2 separate regions of the Gossypium hirsutum genome follow, and region 1 is linked to region 2. The links are chromatin contacts, called in public Hi-C maps. All regions are on one chromosome and are shown on one strand. The core of a region is the stretch at or near the end of the contact, and the rest is flanking DNA. Distances in the headings are between cores, read along the strand shown.

Region 1 (2,700 bases), core at 50-2,549, 41 kb after region 2:
GTTTTGATTCATTGGGCTTCTATATTAGAAACTAAACCAATGTTGCTAAATTGAAAAAAAAAATAAAGCTTCAGAAAACAAAGATTAAATGAAAGATTTAATATCACCAATGAAGCCTTGGCTTATTGGTTAAGGAAAAGGTCTTAAATCATTGAATATTTAGATATGAGTCTCATCATGTACAATTGTGATATGTGGGTCTTGGTTCCATCATGTACGTATACTATATGTAGGTTTTGTTCAATTCTTTTCGATACTCCTTCCACTATGCTTTGTATTGGTTTAATTCCACATTGTAGTTGATCAAACATGTACTTATATTTACATTTTAATAGTGATTTTTCATATAAAAAAAGACAGATTTTAATTAGGAAGCAGGCCAACTTCTCAATGTTTTTTTAAAACCAAACTAATGGTCAAATCAGTTAGGCCAACGATTTGTTGGTCCGACCAATCCAACTAAAAAATATTGAAAATTCAAAAAAATTTCAAAAACACCAGTTCAACCAGTTCGTACCGATTCTCAATCTAACCGGTTTAAAGTAAATCTCCAAACTGGTATCTCGGTAGTTCCCGTTTCGACCAATCAATCCTGTCCGGTCCAATTCAACCAACACTGCAACTTGTTTATCATAGAAGCATTGAAAATTTTGAAGAGGTTTTAACTTTTTTTTTAAATTTGTATTTTTAACAATTGTTGAAATTTGTAGATTTTTTTATATTTTTTAATGTACTTTAATTTTAAAATACGAAGATTTTAATTTTTTTAATAAATTTTTATTATAATATTTAATTTTTTAATAAAATTAAATATATTTACTAACATTACATATAAGACGAATAAATAATATGTCAACAATAAAACATGCTAAAACCACCACGTAAACTGCCATGTTAAGCCAAATTTTTTTTTTAATGTTCAAGTTGATAACTTAAAATATTATTTTATCCTTTTTTTTGGAACATAAAAAGTGAAATATAATCATTCAAATTTTGTGAACATTTATATAGGAATAATTTTGCAGATACCTTAATTGAATGGGATTGAACAGGTTAAACAAATACCACTTATTTTACTTTTATTTCATATCTGGGTTCTAATTATGAAAGTTGAATCTATTGAGAAAAAGATCCCTCTCTATCAACAATAAAACTATTCTATTCAGACCTACCACTATATAAAAGACATTATATATTGGGAATTTCATAAACAAAGTGAAGTTGACAAGAATAATAATGATTGTTCAGTAGGGTCAAGAAAGTTGACTATCAACTCAAAAACCTTGGACAACTCCTATACACAACAACAACATCAAAAGAAAATGAATAACCTGTAATACCCAGCATTTCTCATTTCCTCCATGTGACCTGCACGTGCCACAGGGTTTTTGACTTCACACTTATTAAAAATGCAACACTGACACCACTGGAAAACTGATTCAAACCAAACCCACCGGCCATTGCATCCCACTTGCTTCATCAAACAAATGAAAATCCCTTCCTACCTCCCATGGGCCCTTTCCTCTCTTTTCACCCTCTTCCCTTCCACTATCAATATTCTATTTAATGCATGTTTGAACTCACATCCATCTTCATATATAATTAATTTAAATTGTATTAAATAATAATCTCAGCTTAGTTTAATGTTTGATATCTAATCAGTTCAAGATTTGAATCCAAAATTTATAACATGTTTAATTTATTAAAAAGAAGTTTATTGGAAGGCAAGTATACAAGCATATCAACCATGGAAACTAAAACTACTATGAAGGTCATTATATTAAAAGTCAAATTACATTTTGCCTTCTCTACTTAAAAAATGAGTAAATTAGTTCTTGTACATTAGATTAAAAAGTAAATTAATCCTTTCTGTTAAAAATTTTATCTATTTATACTGTTAAAAACTGGCGTGATTGACAGAATAATTAGATATTAATATGTAACGTGCCATGTGTACTTCAATACTGACATACAGAGACCAATTTTCAAAAGCATAAATTGATGGAATTTTTAACAAAATAACATATTTGCTCTTTAATTTAATGTACATGGACTAATTGACTCATTTTTTAAGTAAAAAAAATAAAATATAATCTAACTCTTAATACACGAACCTCTATTATACTCGGTCTAATAGGAGCGAGGAGTTGCACTTTTGGTTAAAAACATGTTCATTGTGGTTAAAAACAAAACATGCATTCTGACGGCTATTTTAAATTGATTTCAGTCTTCTGTTGTAAAAGGTTTGAAGGAATATTCTTTTGAGTCATGTCATCCATATCGGAATTCTTCTCATCAATAGCGGCAAGCTAACCTCCATCAAGTTGCAATTTTCTTTTATTTTCTTCACTTCCTTTTGGTCCGTTGCTTGCATGCAATATCCCTCCAGATCCAGAATATAATACATTTTTTGAGCTGCATTTCCAATCACATGATCCATATAAAATTAGTGGGTAGTAATTATTTGTTGGTGATAGTGGCGTGCGGTATCAGCTGTATTGTAGATGTCAAGCATTAGTTTTATACGCATGTAAATCTTGTATGGGCCAATCAGAGCCACAAAGTTCTCCATCTTGCACCATGTTGTTATCCAAAATGGCAGAACCTCGCTTGAGATCAAAATGCTTGTCCACCTCTAATCTCCCTCTCAACTTGCTAAACACTGAAATTAGGATATCATCATTTGACAAGTATCAATTG
Region 2 (2,700 bases), core at 56-2,555:
TAAAAATAACATAACTTAATTAATGAATTAGTATGAAGAAGTCTAAAATTTCAAAAATCTAAAAGTGAAGATTAAATTCACAAAACCCAACAAAAAGTAAATTTGGGTCGAAGACATTGCCCTCAGTCATTACTTTCCTGCATGATTGGGACTAGATATATAGAATATCTTCCTTATCCCATAATCCAAACAGAAAATGACATGAATTTTATCCTCATTGTAAGTATTTATGAATTGCAGCTCTGATGGGTCCCATCTGTGTAACTCAAATTTTGGTAAGTGTCTGATAGAGCCAGGTGTCTAATTTGTTTTCCCATGTTTTGAGGACTAGCATTAAGTTTTTCTCTTACTTGTCGAAGGCTTTCATGTATTAGTGCTGAATTTGCTAGTAAATTTTTGTGCTTAATTCTCCAGTTCAAAAATTTTAGACTTATTGTACCAAATATATATATATATAGACTTAAGAGCCCCAACACCTTTGCATGAACTAACCGCCTGTTGCTTTGATGGAATATCACCATCCCCTTTCACACATTCACCAGCAATATTTACTCTCAATTTATTTTTACTTTTTTCTTGAAATACTCATTTGTAACACTAATATTTAATGAATATCTAAATATAAGCTATAAACATACTTGTGTTGGACGTATTTATGTATCCAACACTAGTAACAGAGATTCTATATGATAATATGATGTCACATGGAATGCTGAATGCTTGTCCAGCAAAATAGTGGTAAGCCAAAATGTGTAAAGCTGTCTTAAGTTCATCTCAAACCAGCTCAAGTAATGATGGTGAAACAAAGTTCAATGGCGGATGGTGTAAATAAGGAGCAAACCTAGAATGAGTGCAGCTGGCATCCAACCACCAGTTTTGGATCTGTCAGCCGGGAAACCCTTGTAGTCCACCGCATCCGCCACCGTCCAACTCATTTTCCCTTCCTGATCAGCCCATCAACAAAATATTTTAGAAGCATTGAACCAAATGATCATGTTCACAAAACAAAGAAGGAAAATGGGTTGTCAGCCATTGTTCATATATAGTGTGCATGGAAACCAAAAACCCACCATGTTTCTGAATATTGTAGCTGTTAAAGAAAGGAAGGAGCACCACAATACTGAAAAAGAAAGACAGGAAAAGGAGAGTAAGGTTGTAATAAATGCCTTTGTCTTTCTATGGTTGCTTAAATTCGCAACTTGGAAGTCTTGGAAATTAGCTTCCCTTTTTATAGGCAAGAAGATTACAAGTGTAACAAACAATGTTGAAGTTAAAAAACTAAAAAGTGGCTCTCCACTAAGTAAATAAGACAGATTACGAGTCTTATTTTATAGATATATATTATTATATTTCTATGTTAAGGGATTAGGTTTATCGCATTTTTTTTGTGTGGTGGAAGGTTCTGGCACTGATTAAAAACATAGCTTTTTCTTTTTGTTATTAGCAGATATTTTTTGAGAAAATATAAGGAAAATTGTAAAAAGGTGATGGTGATTGAAGAGGGTTAAAGAGGAAAAATGGAATCTGCAACATGCAAAATCACACCTTCAATCATCTCACCTATTCTATGTGGTAGTGAACGTTTTGAACAACAGCACCCTGGCCTACGCTTTTTTAGTGCCTTTGATGCCCCACATCCCCATACCACACATCCAATTTAATGTATTGTATTTTACTAAAGGCAAGCTTAAATTTCTACGTATATACCATAGCTGATTTAGGAAACTATTGAGTTGAAAACATTAATATTATTACAACCGATCCAAAAAAAGAGAAAGCAAAGGTTTTCCTGAAAAAGAGCCAAAAGAGAGTGGGGTTAAAGGATTTAACACTGAAATGAATTGCGATATGTGACCTTTTTTTGACATGAAAAGAATGTTGCAAAGGTGCATAAAGGATTATATCTATCATACACCGCAAAGTGGTAGTTCTTTATGCTTTTCAACTGTCAATTTTGGTGAAAGTAAAGGGTATTGCCGACTTTCTTTATTGTGAGAAGATCAGGAATGTTTCAATCATGAAAAGTTACAGTTGTGAGGTCTATATGTTAGACCCTAAAACGGATTAGAACTCTAGAGAGGCACTGGTAAGCCACAGTTCTGAGGTTTATATCTTTATCAAAAATTAACAAATGTTACGTATAATGGTAATGATAAAATATATTATATTGCTATGAAATAAACTCAAATTCAAACCTTAAAAATGATCTCAAACTTGAAAAAGATACAAAGATATCATGATTATGTTAGACCCTAGAAATTTCCTTACCAAAGCCCTAGCATATTAACCAAAGAAAAGTCCTTTCTCATCACCTGATATATCATACATATATATAGCAGAAACTTGTATAGCAGCAATCAAACAAAGAGTCTCCTGAAATCACACGCAATTGTCTGGATATTTTCAATCCAACAGCAGTCTACCTTTTTATCGTACTTTAAAAGAGAACATGAGGAACATGAGTACTCCAATCATTTGAACAACATTACGGGTAACAACAAGTGTGTCAAAGTTGATAATGTTGAATTGTTCTTCTCTTATGGATTATTTAGCTCTTATGTTAATGGCCGCAAATATAACCTTTATTTGTTGTTTTTTTTTCCCGTAGAATAAAACTTTTATTAATAACAAAATAAGCAGTCAATTGCCATGTTTGTTAACAAAACCTAACATGGGAAAAACCCACAAATACAATCAGAA

Evidence for each region. Hi-C and Micro-C count contacts between places; a contact is called where the count stands out from the background.
Region 1: a Hi-C map of leaf shows a contact between it and region 2, with 2.5 times the contacts expected there. The contact joins the enhancer-like site here to the promoter of LOC107962624 in region 2. A contact is called at or near these places in 13 of 34 Hi-C or Micro-C datasets (anther, cotyledon, fibers and 1 more).

What each region holds. Positions count from the first base shown.
Region 1 is chrA06:10,853,507-10,856,206 of Gossypium_hirsutum_v2.1, forward strand. No RefSeq gene overlaps it. Among protein-coding and RNA genes, the nearest start is that of LOC121231510, 14 kb to the left of the region's middle. Within about 2 kb of position 1,300, at least 3 of the 9 cell types and tissues checked have an H3K27ac peak or open chromatin away from gene starts, as enhancers often do. A contact at or near this core is called in leaf, where this site is marked.
Region 2 is chrA06:10,812,043-10,814,742 of Gossypium_hirsutum_v2.1, forward strand. It overlaps LOC107962624 (protein NRT1/ PTR FAMILY 6.2), which reads right to left and starts at 1,306. Exons shown (of 6, transcript XM_016899079.2): 1 at 1,071-1,306; 2 at 842-944. The coding sequence starts at 1,073.